Regions from separate parts of the Rattus norvegicus genome. Here region 2 is linked to region 1. Evidence: chromatin contacts called from public Hi-C data. All regions are on one chromosome and are shown on one strand. The core of a region is the stretch at or near the end of the contact, and the rest is flanking DNA. Distances in the headings are between cores, read along the strand shown.

Region 1 (5,177 bases), core at 170-2,669:
CCTCCAAGGTCAGACGAGAATCAAAGCCACATTTCAGCCTCCTGTTGAACTCTCTCTCCTTCCTTAGCTGAGATGCATAACTATGGGGCCCAGGAAGCTTGCTCAGAGACACAGGGGATAGGGAATGGGGAGGTAAGAAAAACATATGCCTTTCTCAGAGAAGTTGTCACCCCACACTGACTACTCCAAGTCTCAAGAGTCCACCAAGTGGAGATCTCTAGGTATCCTAGCATTCCTCAAAACTGCACAAACACTTGCCCCAGACTGTCCTGGGTAGTTAGGGATTACCAGCATTCCCAGGAGTCAAGATGGACGTAAAACAAAAACAAAACAAAGAAAAACAACAACAACAACAACAACAACAACAACAAAAACAGAACACAACAAAAACCCCCTTCAGTCAGTTCTCTTGCATCCACTATAAGCATTTTATGAGTAAAATCAGATTAAATTCTTTTAACTGGTTGTAGTAAAAGTTTCTTTCAAGAGGATAGTCTCATACTGTTTTAGGAAGCACGGATGAGGTAAGAAGCTATCCTACATAGGGATCTGGGTCATGAAGGCCAGTGGGAGGTGAGGGGGTTGGGAGAGTGTTAATGGGATGAATAAATGTGAACTTGAAACCCTTCCTGGAACTTATAAGCAGTATAGATGTATTTCACGAATCCTTGGCCCAGAAAGCCAGCCATCTCTTTCTTTTCCTAATGTGCTTAAGTCTGGCTCAGCCCCTGTCAGTTTCTGCTCCTCAGAGTTGTAAAACAGTGTGCTGGAATTTACACAATAAGAAAGTTTAGAGAAGGGCCTCCTATCTTCAACTCCTTCTGCTCAACTCCCTGACACTAAATGTGGAGGCTCTGCTGCCTCAGGCATCCTCTAAGCCAGAGGAAGGAGTTGTTTCCAGTGGACAGCCCGTCCACACTCCCCCTAACTCCTCACTACCATCCCAGTGCACAGATCAAATGCAGGTCCGACACCCAACGAACCAGGCTCCGGGCATCCCTTCATTACTTCGGGATCTACTTACAGCAATAAAAAGCCCTCTGTTTTGGAGCATTGAGCTCCTCTCTCTTGTTTCTTCCTCAGGAAAGCCTAGCTCTCTTGTGAAAAGCCCTACTACCTGTGAAAGAAGGTGGTGGATACTTTCCATAATCTGGGAAAGTTTAGAGAACAGATTATCCATTCAGGCTGGTTATGTGGAAGAACCCCCTCCTCATCCCCACCATGGGTAACTTCTCTGACTCCTCACAAAATGATGGGGTTCTTGCTACATTCCTTTGTGGTCTTCTCCCTCAAGTTGTGTGACTTGCTGTGGCACGGTTTTGCCTGAAGGAAATGTCATTGGCTAATTCACACAGAAGTGCACTGTGCCCCTGAACTGGTAATTCTGTGTGCCCCTGGGCTTTGAGTCACCACAGAAGCACTGTCCTCTAGAACTTGAGGGAGAACATAGCAACAGTAACCACTGTCTAGTAAGAGGGAAGATGTCCCCAGCTGCTGCTGAAGGATATGGCTCAACTGTGCTGGTCCCCAAGGTAGGTCAAGCCAGGCCAAAGCTGAGACCTTTAGATGTGCATTTCCTAAAATTCCTCTTGTCTAGCTAGGGAACCCTGCTGGGCTGACTGGAAAGAACATGACATTCAAAGCCAGAAGAGTCGGCTAGCTGCTCCAACCACTAGGGACAGTGACTTAGGCTCTCTGGTCCTCAGCTTTCTCAGCGTCCTGACTTGGTGGATAGAGGCCCACATTGAATGAAGATGGTAAAGTGGACAGGACCAAGCTAGAGCTGCTCACACCTGGCTGAGGAAAGTCGTTCCTCTGTTCATCGGCCTGTTGTTTCTAAACCAGATCTTGCTGCCGTAGAAAGCCATCTTGCAGAGAGAGAGACCCTCCGTGGCTGGCTGTTGTTCTTAATTGCTGAACTAAGTACATCTTCTCTCAGCGGGGCACAGAGGAGGAAGGGAGACTCCTTCATCTTTCCAGACTCCTGGACTTAGACACCGTAAAACATTCTCTACTGGGTTATGGTCTTATGATATATATATAGTACCTGTGCTCCCCCTCTGGAGCCACCCAGAGGTGGCACCTATACCCCAGGTGGCCTTCATTTCTCTTTGGTCATACCATCCATCTAATTAACTCTGGGAAGAAGAGAAATGGACAAGGGGCACAAAAAAAAATGTAGAGTTGGAAGGCAGACAGGGAAAGGCAGTAACCCCAGGCCCCTGGCAAAGCAGACTTGGCCTCTAAAAATAGTTCCGTGATGTAATCCTCAGAACAAAGGATTCTTTGGCTCCAGGAGTCAAAACTCTCAGCTTGGAATTCAAGGAAAAGCTTTGTTACAAATATTTTACATGACAGAACCCATTAATATCTCCAAGTAATTACGCCCATTTTGTAATCTGTGTGTCAAAAGTTCCAGCCAGGTCAGTCAAGGGGAGAGGCTTGGATTTATCAAGGGCCTCCCAAGTTCCTGGAAATGAAGCCACATTTGGCATTTAATCCAGCTCAGAGCCTTGTCTCTGAGATTTGCTCTAAGTCTCTGCTCCATAGAGTGACCCTGTTGGATTCTCCAGGCCGGTCCTTTTATGGGGTGATTGGAGAACCAGGACAGGAAACAGAGAAATAGCTTTATCAAACTGTAATATGAGACCTAATCTCAGACAGCAGGAGAATGGGGGAGTTGGCTTTTGAAGGCATTCAAGACACGTATCTTAACACTGCTGCTGATTTGTAACCTATCATCGAGCTCTTCTCCTCGCCTTTTATTTATAAAGCTCAGATGCTATGGGGACAGCCAGGTAGTCTGTTCAGCCACAAGAGACCAGAGACCGTCATAGACAATAAATTATGGAAACTGACAATTCAGAAAATGGTGGTCCAGATCTCTAACCAGAGAGAAGACGGCCAAGAAGAAAACAAAACAGTTTCATATTTGTACTTGTAAGGTCCTTCTGAATTCAAACCTCTCACTGAGAGACACCTAGGACAGGTACAGTGGCCAGGAATCACTGAGCATCTGTCCCCCTGATAACCACACGGGGTATTCAGGATGGGGAAGGCAGGTCGAGCTACCATTTAGGTGTATCCCCAGATTGGAGAGGAACAGACCTTCCCATCCGTACATAGATCCATTGGGAGACTGCACATAGAAGGTGAAGAAGACAAGCTCAAGTTGGCCAAGAACTTAAACTTGAGAAATGAGTTGGAAATCCTTTCAGAACTTATCTTCTGATACTCTTTTTTTTTTCCGGAGCTGGGGACTGAACCCAGGGCCTTGAGCTTTTAGGCAAGCGCTCTACCACTGAGCTAAATCCCCAACCCTACTTTTTATTTCATTGATTTTAATTGTTGTTATTGTTGCTGTTGTTGTTGTTGTTTGCTGAGACAAAGTCTTACTCCGTAGCTCAGGCTGGTCTAAAAACTATGTAGTTGAGTGTAGCCTCAAACTCATAGCAATCCTCCTGCCCAGCTTCTTAAGTGCTTGGATTGCAGGCATGAACTGCTATGCCCAGCTAATTAATTAATGTCTAACATATTGATTTACTTACTCATCAAGTGAGCTTTGCATCTAGAAGCTCAGGATTCAGTGAGCTATAAGGAATTTTTGTCCTAGCTGGCAGAATCAGGAAATCGTGTGTGTGTGTGTGTGTGTGTGTGTGTGTGTGTGTGTGTACATACGTGTATGTATATACATACATGCACACACATACACGTAACAACAATTAAAGAAAAAGAGGCCATGAATTCGAAAGAGAACCAGAGGGGTATATGGAATGTTTGAAGGAAGGAAAGGGGAGAGGGAAATGATATAATTATATTCTAATCTCAAAGAATATTTAATAAAATAAATAAGATGGTCTCTGGAAGGCTCACTGTCATGGTCTACCACGGGAGACATGTGTGAGGATGAAGTAGCTATGGGAAGGAGGTCCTTACCGCACAGTGAGTACAATGACATCCTGATCTTGGACTTCTTAGCCTCCAGAGTTAAAAGAAATAAATGTCTGCTGTCAGCCTCTTGCTGCAAGTATTTACTCTCTGGAGCCTCCATGACACAAGAAGGAAGGCGGTGATGGTGAAGTCAAGTTGAATGGCTGTTAGCTCACTGTAGCCTATCCAGGACCCACCATGTCGCCTCACGGTAGCTCATCTTGTTTTCATTTTCCTTTTTGGTTTTTGTTTTCCTTTGTTTGTGGACTTGGCCTCTGAACACGGGGACCAGGGCAGAGTTCTCGATAATGTCATTCTTACGTCTTTTGTTCTGAATAAATCATATCTTGGATTTTTAAGCTCCTTTGGCCTGAAACTATCACGATCCTCCCTGAATTGTTAGGAAAGTTGGGAAACCGACAAGGGCACAAAGCTGCTGTCACCAGCTCAGAGCGGAGCCCAAGCGTGACCGGCAGGTGCCCTCTGGAGTTTTGCATCCTTGAATCTCTGAGTTGTCTGCATTGTAGGTTCTGCTGTGGCCTTGGGTACATGTGCTCTTGAGCAACAGCCATAAAGAGATGTCTCCTGGGGGTGATGACAGTTTCTTGGGGCTAAAGCTGTGTCCTGGCACCTCATATCCAAACTTCAGATCTAGAATGAGAGCCACTTGGAGAAGAGGTCTTACAGCGACATACTTCTGAACTGTGTGCTACTGACGACCAGCACGGCTATTGAAAGACCTGGCAACTAAAGCCCATTAGAATGTTTGCCTTCACGCGGTTTCAACCAAGCTTAAGAGCAGCCGCTTCTTAGGTGGCCTTGCTAGCACATATTCTGAAGCTATGGCCAAGGAGCTGGCCATATGCCTCGGTCCCCAGTGGCCCCGCTATTGGTATCAGGTATTGTCCCTTCACCTAGCACAGCCTTTCCCAAACCCTTCTCCCTTTGTATCCCCTTTGGGTCTCAAGTGCAAACTTTAAAGGGGGCGCTGAGCCTGGATGGCGAGTACCTTAAGAAAGCACAATGTGGCGACCACTAAAGGAATAGTCAAAGACCTGATCACATGCCCAGGTACCAGCCATGGTGCGGTCTACTCTCCCATCTCCAGTCCTTGAGCCTTAAAAAGCCTTTCCCTTTAACAAACCCGTCTCCTTTCCCTACCAAAGGCAAGCGGGCACACTTGGCATCCCTTTCTTCTTCCCTTCTCTTCTCTGCTTCCTTCTTGACTCTCTGATCTCCCAGTAGGG
Region 2 (5,674 bases), core at 1,926-4,425, 100 kb after region 1:
AGGGAAAAAAACAAAGTCTTGGGCCCTTTGGCTCATGTCTCACGATCAGGCTTACCTTGAATACCAAGGGGCTTCCCAACACTCCCAAACCCTGTGTGCAATCATCTTCAGAGGTGAAGTGCTGTGTTGAAATGTTAGGTTTCCGTGTTAGGAATACAGGGTAGGCAAACAGAGCAAGGCACCCTAAGTCCCAGGGCTTGTTCCACAGCCACCAGCCTAAGGTTCTGAGGACCAGTAGTGTAATCTGTCTTAACCTTTCCCCTAGCCAGCTTAACACTCAGGCAGACAGACGGACAGACGGACGGACGGACAAAGTGGGTGTCCATCGTGTGGGACACCCTCCTAATGCTGTCTCTCCAGAGATGCTGGTGCCTTTCACAAAAATCAAAACTCAGTTAAGAGAAAGTCAGCCCAGCCACACTCCTACCAGACAACACACACGCGCACACACATGCACACACACACACATGTGCACACACACATGTACACACACACGAGCACACGCGCGCACACACACACCTTGATTCAGCGAAGAATTCCTCCATCTGCAAGGAGGAACCAGAGACATGGAACCATGAGAGTTACCCATCCATAAGTGGGTAAGGGCGAGTGTGCCCTTGCCCTGCCTGTCTCTTGGAGGGGTACATGTTTGACTGGACTCAGAAACAGCACCACCCCCGTCTGGTCCTCTCTTCTTGCCCTTTACACATCAGACCCTTTACAGAAAGCTGTTTCTCACAGGCTTCCACTTTAAACCCACCAGCAGCCCCAGCAAGGGCAATCAATCAGTGGCCATGGGGAATGGACAGAATTCAAGCAAAGTTGACCTCAGGCTCTCCTGGCAGGCAGGCGCTAGAAAGGAAACTGTGGTCTGTAGGGTGCTGGGGTGTGGGGGAGCTCTATGGGGATAGAAGGAACAGGGCTCTGGTCTAGGGAAATGCTCGACCCCCAGTGAGCCACCTCAAATGGCTACACATACCAGCCCTGAGGACAGGGGTGCCCAGGGCTACCATTTACCTTACAGACTGGGGCCCACGCCAGACAAGGGCAATCACTTTGGACCTACCTTCCTCCCTAGAATGAATAGGAGCCTTCAAACTTTCCTCATGTCTACCCCAAGTCCTCACTCTGAGGCAGCTAAATGAGGCACCAACAAGAGGCACTTGGCAGTGAGTGCATGCCTGTAATTCTAGAACTGAGGAGAGTAAAACAGGAGGAATTTGTGTTCAAGACCAGCCTGGGCTGTACACCCTGCTTCAGAAAGCCAAGACACTCAACACTTCAAAATAAGCTCAAGTCTCCTCTGCAGAAACGGCCGGGGGGCGGGGGGCAGTGCCAGCTTCTGAGACAAGGACCACTGTACGAGAACATCTGCTACATACTCCTGAGGCTCGCCCCACAGGAATGAACCCAGTAAGGGTTCATACCACCAGGATACTGTGTGCAGCTATGGGTTCTGTGTGTGTTTCTGGTTTTGTTTTGAGTCTTCAGATTTTCTTTTTCCTTTTCACGCAAAAATTTCCCTTTAAATACGGGCTTCCCAAGAGAAATTCTGGTCCCCCGGGGTTCAGTATTTGCAGCGCCCGATTTACAGGTCCTCACCGCCCCCCCCCCCAGGAAGAGATAAACAATGAGCTAATTACATTTTTATCTTTCTAATTACCTAAGGATTTGTGTGAAGGAGAGAGGCAGGGGGTATGCAAGGCTGGTGCACGAGAGGTTTTTGCAACCCCCCGAGGTTTGCTAAACTCAAGGTTGCTGCCTGAATTTGGAGGCGAAGAAACAGAAGTTGCGCTTTCTAAAACGACTTTCCTCAGCCAGTTCTGCAACACGACTGGAAGATAAGCTAAGCAGAGAGACTTCTTGTTGATTGTTTTGTTTTTAGGGAAAAAAAAGTTTACCAACTCATGAAAATAAATCCCTCGGTCTGAGGTTTGGGGATTGTTTTGTTTTTGTTTGTTTGTTTTTTGTAGTTTGAGTGAGTAGTTTTCCAAGGGAACTGTGTCTGTCTCGGATGTTAACAGCTTTGGATGAGGACGCCGCGCTCTCCCTGAAGAGATGGACGTCCTCCTTTTATTCAAAACCTAGGCTTTGCTTTGTTTCAGGTACGGAAAACGCCAGACTGGAGCTTAAGAAGGGCAGCTCCACGTCTTTCCCGGGCCGGGGCTCCCCAGGAATCACGGAGTACCTGGGGCGGGAGAAGCGCCAAGCGGCGTCTGGGCCTCCCAGAAGCTTTCGGGATCCGGTCTGCACACCTTGCGGATTGCGGTGCGCGGCGCCCGGTCTTTCCCCTCTACAGCCCGGGGCCAGTGCGGTTAGGCGCGGGGATTCACGGGCGTGGGAAGGCATACCCTTACCTTGGGGCTTCGAGGCTTCGGTGGCATTGGGCGGGGTCATGGCGATGCAGACGTCGCCCTCGGGGAACTTGTCACATTTGAGCATCTCGGGCCAGTAGAAGCCGAAGAACTGCATGACCGGCTCGCACGAGTCGCGAACAGCCTCGCAGAGCCAGCGACACGGGTAGATAGGCCGGTCCAGACAGACGGGCGCGAAGAGCGAGCAGAGGAAGACCTGGGTGCCCATGTGGCAGTTCTTGTTGAGCAGCGGCACCCAGCTGCTGGCCTGCTGCTTCACCTCTGCCATGGTCTCGTGCTCCAGCAGGTTGGGCAGCACCATCTTCTTGTAGCCCACGTTGTGGCACAGCCGCAGGTCCACCGGGATGTCCACGCACTGCGGGGGCTTGGTGTAGAAGCGCCCGCTCTGATAGGAGCCGATATCCGACTGGAAGCTCACGTAGTCGTACTCGCTGGCCGAACCCGCGGCCAGCAGCGCGGCGGCCAACGCCAGCAGCACGCCGGAGGCGGCCCCGCCGCGACCCCGCGCGTTGCGCCCGACGCCCATGCTGCTCGGCGACGTCGGGGCTGCCCACGCTGCTTTCACGCGCGCGTCCCGCTGCAAACTTCCCGGAGCCTCCGGGGACAAAGGCGCAGTGCCCGGCCCCGTCCGGCTCGGGGCCGCGCGCTGCTCCCCGAGTCTCTGATCGATGGGGTCTTCGGCTGCCGCAGGTCCCGGCGGCGGGGCTGGCGCGAGGCGGGGAGCGCGCGGGGCCGAGTGCCGTCCCGGCTCGCAGAGGCGCGGCGAGCTGCGGGCTGCTGCACCTACTTGCGGCGCTGCAGCTCGAGTGCGCGGTGTGCGGGTGGCCGAGCCCTGGATCTCCCGCGCGCAGCCAATCAGCTCCGCGCTGCCGGGAGCCGCTCTCCACACCGCGTCAGTCAGCCGCTCAGTTAACCAATCGCCGCGCCGGCCAGAGGGATCGGTTTACTAGAACTAGACCCAGGTCAACACCCCTTAAAAAAGCAAAACCCAAAACTAAGCAAGTACTTCGAAGGAGGCAAATACAAAGGGAAGAGAGTAGTTAGAAGTGTGGGGTGGGTGGAGACGGTGTTGGACGCTGTAATTAAAGCGAGTCGGTTTGTTTAAAGAAGAAAAAAAAAAAGACTCTTCATAAGACTTGCAAATCGATGCAGTTGTGAAGACTTTTCTACTCGCTTTCCTAGTTCCAAGGAACAACGCAACAGACCAGCAGCCCTTCGCTCCACGGTTTTAATCTTAAGTCAGAGGCAGGCTGCTTCCCAGCTGCTCGGATGGGCGAACTGAACTTCGGAAGCTCTTTTTAAATTCCCCCACGAGTCTGGGCTTTTGCAAAGACTAAGAGAAGGTGGTGTTTCTGGCTGGGTTCAAAAATGCAACATCTTTCCAGGTGACCGAAGGCAGAACGGGAAAGGGGCTCGCTGCGGAGGAAAACACTGGTCACGTAGGTGTTAGCTCCCGAGGACACTTTATATTTTTAAACGATGTTTTAAAGACCCTATCCGAGTCCCAGCTCTGCAGACAACACCTCTGTTCGCAAACATACACACAGCCCGACATGTTTGTGGATTAGAAAGCCAAAGCACTAAAAATACCAGCATGACTGGGTGGACACCAACTCTATCAGTCAGATACACATGCTAATTCAGAGGTCAAAACCAAAGGTGTGTCGCCGCCCCCCCCCCCATGAGGCAGAAGCAAGGCAAGCAAGAATAGCTGAGTCTTCCTCTAGCTCCCCGCCACACACACACACACACACACACACACACACACACACACACACACACACTACTCACTTCCTGGGAATTGCTTGACTGTTCCAAATACTCCCCTTAAAATCAGAGAGCTAGGGGTGGGATCAAGAATAGAGACCGCACAAGCAGTCCGTGAAGTTCTCTGGATCTTCATACATTCTGTGTCCTTCAGGGTGGGTGGAGGGGTAACGGAGGATGCACTGTGCTGCCATACTGGGTGGCAAATGGGCTGCCACTCCGAGTTGCAAGGCCCAACCCAGTGGGACGATGCTGCTGGCCCAGACAGCTTGTTTTTAAAGCCCTGGGGACCCTTGCTTTCAACTCTGTAGATGCAATTTCTCCGTTCCAAGTTAAAGCTCCAGAGAGTGCAAAGAGGTAGGGATGTCTTCTTAAAGGATCGTACACACTGATGTTGGGACTCCACTGCAGGAAAGCAGCTGCAGCAGGTGGCCAACATGGACTTCCTAGCCCAATGAAAGACGCCCAGAGCCAAACAAGCAGGTTTGGATAAAGTCATGCAGAGCAAGGCTGTGGATGGCCAGGGGTTAATCCAGAAAACAGTCTGCAGTGCTCTCCTCCCTGGGAAGCTAAGGAACCACATTCTTCAGGGAGCATAGAGGGCAGGAGACCAGGCAACTGGGTCTCAAGTCAGGGCTGAAACTGCTTGCCTGCCAGAGGGTCCTTGTTCTCTCCCCAGACCAGATCCTCTTTCCGGGCTCAAATGTCTGTCTGGCTTATTCATCGGAAAGGTGAGTGTTGGTAGACAAACAACCTTTGCCCTCTGCTTTAACCCAGCCTCAAGGTTTAACCCACCCGCCCCTCACCCACCTGTGTACAATTCTCCCAAAGAGCAGAAGGATTTGGGTCTACCCTCTGCTACAATGCTGGGGACAGGTGCAGGTGACCCCCCCACCTCTGGTGACTTTAGAGGTTGTCATACAGCCATTCACAAGAAGAACTAGACTACATCTTGTTAACTTAGATGTCCCACTTGTGTTCACCACTCTGCTTTGCCCTCTGGGGCTAAGCCACGGGCACAGCTATCTAGTTGGATAGGCAGTGTCAGTAGTTGGATATTTCTGAATCCTTCGAAGGATGGATAAGCAGGGAAGGGAAACCTCTGAGCGTTGATCCCACTAATAGATGTCCCTGAGTTGAAAAACGTCCCTATAGGACACACTCCAGGACAGCGTCAGCCAAGGCAGTCGGCGACTACTCCCCAGTTTTCACATCAGCCCATCTCACACTTGAAAATCTAATCTCCCTTCCTCTGATAGTGCATACACAAGAGAAGATTCGAGAACAAAGGACGCTTAAAATGCTATTGTCCTAGCACCGCTCCCAGAACCTTGGTTTCTGAGTTTGAGAACTGAGAACCAGAAGAAGGCCATGGCCTCTCGCTGTCCTACTAGTTTAAGCGAGCAGGGATAAAATGGAGCTCTGTCCCCTGCCTTTCCTTTCTCACCTTGGGAAAGCTCTGGGTTTCTCGCACGGCGAGGTGCCTGTACATGAAAATTGGAAAGAGCTTTTCTGTTGCTTCACATCAGCTT

Evidence for each region. A called contact is a pair of places that touch in the nucleus more often than the background predicts.
Region 2: a Hi-C map of Schwann cells shows a contact between it and region 1, with 4 times the contacts expected there. The contact joins the promoter of Sfrp1 here to the enhancer-like site in region 1. A contact is called at or near these places in 4 of 12 Hi-C or Micro-C datasets (Schwann cells, hepatocytes, kidney and 1 more).

Annotation. Positions count from the first base shown.
Region 1 is chr16:75,213,027-75,218,203 of GRCr8, forward strand. No RefSeq gene overlaps it. Among named protein-coding and RNA genes, the nearest start is that of Sfrp1, 100 kb to the right of the region's middle. Within about 2 kb of position 1,420, at least 9 of the 93 cell types and tissues checked have an H3K27ac peak or open chromatin away from gene starts, as enhancers often do. A contact at or near this core is called in Schwann cells, where this site is marked.
Region 2 is chr16:75,313,561-75,319,234 of GRCr8, forward strand. Sfrp1 (secreted frizzled-related protein 1) reads right to left here and starts at 3,176. Exons shown (of 3, transcript NM_001276712.2): 1 at 2,358-3,176. The coding sequence starts at 2,901.